2 separate regions of the Mus musculus genome follow, and region 1 is linked to region 2. The links are chromatin contacts, called in public HiChIP or PLAC-seq maps. All regions are on one chromosome and are shown on one strand. Each heading gives the region's core, a stretch centred on a gene start, on an enhancer-like site or on the middle of the called end of the contact. The rest is flanking DNA. Distances are from core to core; before and after follow the strand shown. Region 1 has its middle 73 kb from the start of Gm42015. Region 2 holds the start of Rnft2 (ring finger protein, transmembrane 2).

Region 1 (4,557 bases), core at 308-2,807, 520 kb after region 2:
AGTCAGTTCACCCAGGGCTCTTGTGCCTTGATTGTATTAATATCCTGTCTGGCCCTCTCAGGTACAAGGCCTGACTGTGGAGGTGGTATCCACATGGTTGAGACAGGCACACTGCATCTGGCCTGCTACTTCTTGCATCCCTGCCAAGTTAAGAAAATCCCATCTCATCAAGTACAGAGACCGGGCCCTTCTCTCCTGCAGCATCAACCTGTGACCGTCCGGTCATTTATGACAGAGGAGAGGCTGCTCTTTCTTTGAACCTGGACCAAGCTGAGCTAAGACTAAGTACCCCCAGATATTTGAGCATTGGCAACAACATAGACCTTATAGCACCTCAAAACATAGCAGCGGATTACCAGAGAATCTACCAGCTCCTGGCACTTCTGGAGGAGGGTGGTTGGGGAAAAGGAGAGGAATTTAATTTGTTCGTTTGTGTGTTTTCTGTTTGTCAGTTTGACTTAGACTTTATGGGTGTGTGTGTGGATTTGTCCAGTGTCTTTTTTCCTAGCAGTTCACTGTCTGGTACTCTTTGCTTTCTCCATGCTGAGATTTCCCTACAATCGTCTCGGCTTCTGCTTTCTTTGCTCCCCAGCTTTCTCCCTAAGAGGTTTGTCTCTCGGGTCTTAGATCTTGGGATCGTAATTGCATGTTGAATTTATTGCTGCACTTGATATACAGGCATGTGTAGCCCTGGGCTTCAGGGAAGGGGTGGGGATGGGGGGTGGGGAAGAACGGGACTCTTCAGACTAAATTCAGTTACTCAGAGCTTTCCAGGAGGCCCTTCATGCGACCTGAGGTGTTAAAAGTAAGAGGTGAAGATTAGACCCCTTGTTTAAGTTGATCTTGCTAGTCAGGTTACTCTCCCGACTCTTTTCATACCCCTTGTTAAGGAAAGTTGTCTTTGGGTATAAACCATAAAGCGTGCCCTACCAGAGAGCATCCACTCACCGTCTTGTTTTTTGTTCGTTTGTTTTACAAGCATTCTCTCATAGGCTTGTTGTGACCTAATTCGGGGACAGTTGTCAGAAGAGATACGATGTGTGTCCCGTACAACTTTACAGTTTCTAGAAGCCACCTTTAAGAAGTCAAGAGAAATAGGTGAAAATTCATTCAATTGAACAACGTATTTTATTTTACCCAACAGAGCCAGATTCTTCTCTTTCAACGTAAAGTCAGTGTTAAAGCTCAGAAACATCTGACTAAGACTCTTCCTCCTGCGGTCCGCCTTCAGAGGGCTCTGTCCTCTCAGGGATCTTAGGTTTGGCTGCTGATTTGGGTCAGTTGAGGCTTGGGGTGGGACACGACACTAATGTTATATCGCTTGGTTTCTTTTGTTTTGTTGTTGTTGTTTTTTTTTTTTAATTTAAATTGTAACTAAATAGTCCTCTGTTGTAGGTCCATTTCAAAAGATTCAGTACCCACTCTGGGCCAGCATGGCCTGGTGCAGGGCCATACACATCTAGCTGTCTCAGGCAGCTGATGGTAGGAGGGCATCTCCCACTGTGCCTGCGTCTCTGCTGCCTTCTCTTTGCGCTTGCTTATTGGTGCGTGCAGGTTTAATGATGTGTCTGTTCGTTATAACTGCACAAGGGCCCTTTGTTCTGCAGAATGGCCCTCCCAGCCTTGACTTAGAAAACCCAGCAGTCTGCTGTGACAGCTCTCTACGTGGCCTCTGGATTCTGTGTTGTACGGTATATGCTGCATTGTGTAGGTCACTGTATTTTATTTTTAATTTTTTTGATTAATTCATTTATTTTATGCATAAAATAAGTACACTGTCACTGTCCTCAGACACACCAGAAGACATCGGATCCCACGACAGATGTGCCACCGTGTGGTTGCTGGGAATTGAACTCAGGACGTCTGGAAGAGCAGAGAGCAGCCAGTGCTCTTAACCGCTGAGCCATCTCTCCAGTCCTGGATTTTGTTTTTCTCATGCTTCCGTTGAACAGGATCATTTTGGCCATGCTCATTTGGTCTTGTCCAGCAGTTTCTATTGCTGTGAGTGCCTGCCAGCTTCCCTTCCTCTGACAGAAACCAGGTTCCTCTGCTTCTCTGAGCTCTGTTCCCCAACCCTGGAATTTAATGGGTGGGAACTCAAACACTCCTGTGCCTAAAGATGAGGCAGTGAGGGCTGGGCTCTGCCATTACCCTTTTTCTTTGGACATAGACTGGGTTGCAAGCCACCCCCAACAAAGTCAGAAATGAGGTGTCACATGGAGACTTCATTCTGTGAGCAGGCATCTCTTCTCACCCAGGACCTATAAATAGAAATGTTCCTCAAGCTCCGATTCTGACTCCACCTTCAAGGTGAGGAATCACTGTGGGCAGCAGGCAGCAGTGGCCCTACCCACTCACCTCTGTCATGGGACCCACTTCCCACGGAAACTTCTCACCTATCGATCATCCTTCACTGCTCGCCCTTGGCAAAGTCACTGTCCTTGATCTCCTGGTCACAGAGAAACACCCCCCCCCACCCCCAATGACATTCAGACAGTGAGTGAGGCCCAGGGAATTGGTAGTAAATGCTTGTTCCACTCCCTCCTCTCCCCACAGGTGACTCACACCTTGAGAAACTTCTGCTGGAGCTCATCAGGTGGGTGGGCAATACAGGGACCCTGCCACAGGCAATCTCTGTAGCCGTGTGAACGGGGGGGGGGTGTATTCACACTGGGGCTGCAGGAATGCATCCTCCACTGGACCCCCAGGTCTGTAGCTGCATTCTCTAGTAACACTTCCCATCAGAAACCTCAGCCAGGGGCTGGAGAGATGGCTCAGTGGTTAAGAGCACTGACTGCTCTTCCGAAGGTCCTGAGTTCAATTCCCAGCAACCACATGGTGGCTCACAACCATCTGTAATGAGATCTGACGGCCTCTTCTGGTGTGTCTGAAGTCAGCTACACTGTACTTATAATAAATGAATAAATCTTAAACAAAAACAAAAACAAAAAACCCCCAAAGCCCAGCCCCAGTGCTGTACTTGTTGAAACAAGGCTGAACCTTTCCATAGCCTCTCCAGACAGTGCTCCCAACTGTGAGGGACCTTTCTCATTAATAAAAAAAAAGAAAGAAAGAAACCTCAGCCAGAGTCCTGCAGCCAGCCCAGCCCACCTTCCCTTCAAACCTTGTCCTCACTATGGAAGTCTGTTACCCGGAGCTTAGCCCATGTTATCTTCCTCATCCTCATATCCTGCTGCCCACTGATGCTACATCCTGAAGATCATCAGGGCCCTGACCAGGCACTGGGATGTCACAGGAACGGCCATACACTACCCCAAGCCTGATGTGGCTTCTGACCCGTGAGGTTAGGAGGAGATCATGTAGCCCCAGTCTGGCCCTAGCAGTATCCTAACAGCAGGTGTGGCCAGCACACCTCGTAAAAAGCCTTCTGTCAATGTGAGGTTTTTAAATGATCTGCAGAACCCTAGAAAGCGGTTGTCAGGAGTGGGGTGCAGGGCCCGTTCTAGGAGCACAGCATGTGGAGGCCAGAAGGGGCTACCAGTGTCCACTTCAGATGGCCAGCAAGACGGGATGGAACTGAAGGATGAAGTGGTTTTGTGTAAGCAAGGGCCAACCTTCCCAATTATGTGACTTTGGGAGAAAAGTGTTAAGAGGAGGGGGCAGCTGGAGAAGCCCCACCCCAGTGTGGGCAAGGCAGGGGCACACTGTGATGGCACCAACAGCGTAGAGATGGACTCAGCAGGTCGGGGTACAGGTGTCAGAGATGTAGAAGCAGGTGTCCCTGCAATGGCTAGGGAGATGGGAATGTTGGTGCCGGCTGAGCATGGAGTCAGAGGACAGGGCAGGCCGGCCCAGAGGCTAAGCTCCAAAGCAGGAGGGACCACAGACAGCAGGTAGCCAGAGAAGGGCACAAGAAGCTGGGTGGCTTGACTCTTTGCATCAGATTAGGGAGTGGGTGACCACGAGAAAGGAACGACTTGGGGAGGAGAGGACCAGAGCTTTGGCTGATGGTTCTATTGTCGTGTGAAGGAAGACACCCATGGGTACTCAGGGCAGAGGAGGACAGCATCCTTGGTGTAGATGGGGTGAGAACCCAGGATGGTGAATGGCCCGTGGCTGTTTATGGTGGCACCAATCTGACTGACTTTGAGGAGGTTGAATGGAAAGACCCCAGTAGGTCCCTTGTTCCACCCCAGTGTAAGAACACACTCGCAGATCCCATGCCTTCCAATAACCTGTTATATCCTCAGCTTTGCACCCAAGAGAAGTTTCTAGATAGTAGGTTTCTGTCCCCGGGGGTGGTGAGAGGCTGTGGGAAGCAGGAAGCAGGTGACAGGCACAGCGAGCAATGTTGCTGCTTTAACGCTTGGCTCTGAAGCATCCCAAGATGTTTCCTCTGTCTTGGTGCATGTGAACCTGGATCCTTCTGCCTCTGCCTGGGCCTCCAAGGTCCCTGGCCCAGGACTCTAGTATGGTCCTGCAGCCTCTGCAGGAGCTTGCAACTTGGTTTCTGTATGCTGGAATCCAGCGAGGTAATCCCACGGGCAAGCAGTTCTATGGGACTGGCAGGATTTGGAGAGAAGACACAGGCTTGAT
Region 2 (4,812 bases), core at 1,510-4,009:
TGTGATCTACACAGACCTTTTCTCTTTATAAAGCCGGCGGCCTTGGGTGCGTTCTTATAGGAAGGGGGAAGCTGCCAAATACACTGCAAAGCAATTCTCCATTGGGTCTGTTTTATACCCCCAATAACTAATATTGAAAAAGCTAGGGTCCCCAGATGGGAGGAAATTGGGGAGGGGGGCAGAGACTCTTACCTTTCAGGTGGAATGTTGTCCGTGTTGCTACTGTGGCGTCTCTGCATTTTCCTTAGCACCTGAAAGCGACACACACGTGTGAGCTACATCTCTGGACACGCTCCTTCCTTGCCTGTTGCCATGGTGACTGTAAATAAGTACCCCATCTCACAGTGAGAATAGAGAGAGTCACAGGTGGAGGTGGCTCCTACCCAAAAGGGAGAAAACAACAAATGGGAGCAGACAGGTGTTTGTTGGGTGTGGTGAGCAGCAGACACTGCCCCCTTTAACTTGCTATGTGGCCTCAGACAAGCCAGGAACCTCTCTGTTTCCTGGGGAGAGAATGGAGCAGTGGGACCCAGGGTTCCATCACTTCATAGGTGAAGGTACAAATCCCTAAGGAGACACGTCACCTGGTGCGCAGCAAGGAGCCACATGGACCTCAGAACTCCATGCTGACGAAATGTGCCGTGGACACTCAGGGTTCCTGATGGGATGTGGCCACTGGGTCCCAGAGAGAGCAGGCCTCCTCCTCCTCCTCTTCCTCCTCTTCAGAGGGAAGCACAGGACAGGAGACTCATTGGAGACAGCAGACCTTGGGTGGTACAAAGCACTTGTGTGAACAGGCCTTGGGATGACTTGTTACAGAATTAGCTGTCGGATGTGACTGGGTACTGTAATAGCCCAGTAGTTCTGGTAGCCTTGGAGCTATCCTCCCTGAGGTGCTGATGGTGGGTTATGGCCTTACTAGGTTTGTCCTATCAGCAAACTATGCATCCTGAGGGTTGGAGAGAGAGCTCTGTGGATAAAGTACTTGCCACACATGCACGAGGACCTGACTTTGATCCCCAGCACCTCTGTAAGTAGCCAGGCATGGTATTGCACTGTGTAATCCCAGCACTGGGAAGGCAGAACCAGGATTCCCAGTACTCCCTGGCCAAGTCCTTCCAGCTGAGGAGCCCTAGGTCCCAGTGAGAGATTCTATCTCAAAAATAAGGTGCCGAGTTCTGGCAGAATGACACCTGGGGGTGACCTCTGACCTCCACGGACATTTGCAATGGCCCCCCCACCCTGAGCATCCATACATACCTACATATGTACATATGCATGTGCACACTTATACACATACACGCACACGCACGCACAGATGTGCACAAGCACACACTGGGGGGGGGGCCATAAAAATGATTTTAGAATTTCTACTGGCTTCTAAGTGAAACCAGAATAAAAATCAGAGTCGTTGGAGGCCTCCAGGCTGTGCTGGACGTTATCATTACCCGTTTACAACCTTGATTCTGTGACTTATCTCTGGCCATAAGAACTCCAGGTACCTCTGGACACTTTAAAGTTAAGAGTTCCTGCCTCCGGGCCTTTGTACCTGCTGTTCCTTCCCTGGCATGGTTTTCCAGCTGAGGGTTACAGGCTACCTCCCCACAGCACTTACCAGTCATTGACATGTGGGTTTGTTTACTATGACCCTTGAGAGGTCCTGTGTCTGGGCTGCCCGTCCACCTTGGAGTTGCAGAGATGGAAGGCCAACGTCTCTGTAGAGATTAGATCACCTTGATTTTCCCCAGCGACAGATCCGCACACACCTCGTCCTACCTCCCGCACCAATAGAAAGCCAAGAAAGAAGGGCAAGGCTTGGAGAGAGACTCCATATGGCTACTGCTCCTGCAGAAGATCTAAGTCCAGTTCCCAGCACCCACAAGGGTGGCTCACAACTACCTGTACCTCCAGCTGTAAGTGATCTGACTCCCTCTACTGACCTCGGAGGGCACCTGCACTCCCATGGGCAAACCCACTCTAACATATAATTAAAAAATAAATACATACATAAATAAAATCTTTAAAGAAATAAAGAATATGCTTCCATGAACAGGCTCAGTTTCCCGGCATATTTTCCCTACAGAGAAAGATCCATCTCTTAGCCCAGGCCAACACAAATGGGTGCGGAATTAATTAATTCTGCACAGCCTTCTCGGCTGCAGCTAGCTAGGAAGCCACAGGCTAAGGTGCCTGCCTTTTCTGCAAGATTAAATTAGCTAGGAAAAGACTCCTTGGTATCATCGTCATATTCAGGCAAGCCCTCTATCACCTAGCTACACTCTCAACCAGGCCGTTTTATAAAGAAAGAAACTGTCATCCATCAGGTAACATGTCTCAAGAATTTGCAATCTGGCTTGATACTCCGGGTGGCCCCACTACTCCTTATCCTCGGGGAAACTAAAACACGGTATCCCCAAGTTTCCACCTACAAGCTTTGAGAAAACGTCATAAATTAAATGCCCACGATTCTGTGGCAAACGGGCGGTACAAGTAGGCTCGTATTGACTCCTGGAGCCCACAGGATGCTACAGAATGAATGAATGGACCATCTCCGTCCCACACACCCTGGTCCTCCCTAGGAGGCTGCACGGTCCCCTACAGGACGCTTGGGCGCGAGCGGCGTCCCCAGACCGGACGGCGAAGCGCCTTTGCCGCCAGGCTCGCGGGGTCACAGGGTAGCAGCGGCCGAGCATAGCCTTCATTTACCTGCCAGACACTGCAGCAATCACGGCCTCTGCTAATCCAGCCTAGCCAATCCCTGGCGTGGCCAGGGCGCCACGTGACTTCCGGCCGGCAGTGCCACCGAGAACGCGATCGGCGCTAGGACCCTCGCACAGGGAGGCCTGCCTCTAGTCCGAGAAGGTCCGCCCCTGCCGTCACATTCAGCCAATGGAGAGCCGAGGCTCCGGCAGAACCAATGGCGAGGAGGCATGGAGGGGCCTGGCGTTGGCGTCACTAGGTGGGGCGGGGCGTGCGGCGGATCACGTGGCCGGCGCGTTGGCTGCGGGAAGGTAAAGCAGTGCTGGAAGCGGATTGCAGGGGTCATGCCGTGGGGTCGTCTCTGCGCCTGCGCCCTACCGGGATGCTGAACCTGGCGGCGCTGCTGTGGCGCCGGCTCCTGCGCAAGCGCTGGGTGCTCGCCCTGGTTTTCGGCCTCTCGCTAGTTTACTTCCTCAGCAGCACCTTCAAGCAGGTAAGCGACTTCTCTCAGGACCTCCGTCCTTCCGATCCTGCTTCCTCCCTCAAATACTATGTCCTTCTCCCCATCGTTCTTCTAATCCTCCTCCTGAGCACTCCTCCCTCTGATCTAAAATCCTCCTTCAGCCCTTCTCCCTCCGTTGCGTTGTCCTCTGCCCTTCTCCTTTCCCCTCCCTAGCTCCCTCCGTCCTCCACTCCTCCTCCTCCCTCGAATTCTCTGCCTCCCCATCCTCTGTTCTCCTCTGCCCTCCAACTTCTTACCTCTCACCCTCTGTTCTTTTCCAACCCCTCCTCCTCGATCCTCACAGTTCCTCCCTCCCTTGATCCTCTGTCCTCTGATGCTCCTCTCTCCTGTCCTCCACCTTGTAGTCCTCCTGATATGCAGCCATTCAGTCCTCCCTCTGAGCCTCTGAGCCTCTTCCTTTCAGTCCCTGGATCATCCATTGGTCCTCCCTTCAGCTCTCTAGTCCTCAACCCTCTAGTCCTCCTCCCTCCGATTGTGTGATCCTCCTCCTGTCCTCCTGTGAATCGAAGGCCGCTAAGGGAGGCGTCCCACTGCAGGTCTTTGTACCGCCCCTCTTCCGTGCGGGATCTGGCTGGTAGGCCAGGCAGAATGGGGTCCTCAGACCTGTGCACCCTCCTCTGTCGCGTTCCCTGCTCCGCACAGCCCCAGGCTTCTTGATGGGCAGGAGGTAGAGATGGCTAGACCAGGAAGTGGCCAAGGGCTCTCTGTGCCTGTTCACCTGGGTGACCCAACAGGCTCCCTTTTGGGGCACAACTTGGTTGGGTAGATTTTTATTTTTTATTTTTTTATTTTTAATTTCTCAACCTCCCTTTCCCGTTTTTGTCCTGGTAGAGAGTTCCTAGAGACCTGGCATCCCACTGTAGTAGGAACCAGTTCCCAGCATTTGCCTAGAAACCACACTTGACTGAGTTGCATTTTGTAGGTCACCTGCCCCTCCGCCTTTCCTGCTCCTGTGCACCCTTTGATCCTGTTTTGCTGTTCTTACGAATATAGTTCTCTGGTTTTCTGTATCACAGTCCGTCTTTTGAATGGTTGCGCTTTTGCACAGTCACTCCTGGGGGGGGGGGGGGGCGTGTCTTACTCTCTTGCCCAGATTTGACCTTGTAATCCTGTCTGGCTTTTCCACATTCTGATAATTGTCTCCATTGGCTTTTCCACATTCTGATAATTGTCTCCATTGCACCCACCTGGAACAGAACTCTTGCCTTTCTTCTGCCAGATTTATACCTCTCCAGTCCTCAGCATCTCACTAAGTGACGTATGTCATCACTGTTGACACAGTTAGGCTGTTCATTTCTTCCTGTCACTTCAGGCCCCAAAACTCTGGCTCTACAGTGCCCTATTAGGAGGTGTGACCTTGTTGGAGTAGGTGTGTCACTGTGGATGTGGGCTTAAGACCCTCACCCTAGCTGCCTGGGAGTCAGTCTTCCACTAGCAGCCTTCAGATGGAGATGTAGAACTCTCAGCTCTGCCTGCATCATGCCTGTCTGGATGCTGCCATGTTCCTGCCTTGATGATAACGGACTGAACCTCTGAACCTGTAAGCCAGCCCATTTAAATGTAGTCCTTATAAGAGTTGCCTTGGTCAT

What was found. HiChIP or PLAC-seq counts read pairs in DNA pulled down with a chosen protein or histone mark.
Region 1: a contact with region 2 is called in an H3K4me3 HiChIP or PLAC-seq map of embryonic limb bud, with 7 times the contacts expected there. The contact joins the enhancer-like site here to the promoter of Rnft2 in region 2. A contact is called at or near these places in 5 of 39 promoter capture datasets (cranial neural crest, embryonic stem cells, maxillary cranial neural crest and 1 more), 2 of 484 Hi-C or Micro-C datasets (bone marrow-derived macrophages and embryonic stem cells), 24 of 115 datasets of contacts at active chromatin or transcription factors (the 230-238 cell line, SST interneurons, bone marrow-derived dendritic cells and 14 more) and 3 of 9 other capture datasets (adipose tissue, liver and macrophages).

What each region holds. Positions count from the first base shown.
Region 1 is chr5:118,767,769-118,772,325 of GRCm38.p6, forward strand. No RefSeq gene overlaps it. Among named protein-coding and RNA genes, the nearest start is that of Gm42015, 73 kb to the right of the region's middle. Within about 2 kb of position 1,558, at least 16 of the 459 cell types and tissues checked have an H3K27ac peak or open chromatin away from gene starts, as enhancers often do. A contact at or near this core is called in embryonic basal ganglia, embryonic limb bud and oligodendrocyte precursor cells, where this site is marked.
Region 2 is chr5:118,242,266-118,247,077 of GRCm38.p6, forward strand. It overlaps Rnft2 (ring finger protein, transmembrane 2), which reads right to left and starts at 2,760. Exons shown (of 11, transcript NM_001109902.1): 1 at 2,707-2,760; 2 at 585-766; 3 at 193-251. The coding sequence starts at 608. It overlaps Spring1 (SREBF pathway regulator in golgi 1), which reads left to right and starts at 2,962. Exons shown (of 5, transcript NM_001081236.1): 1 at 2,962-3,193. The coding sequence starts at 3,083.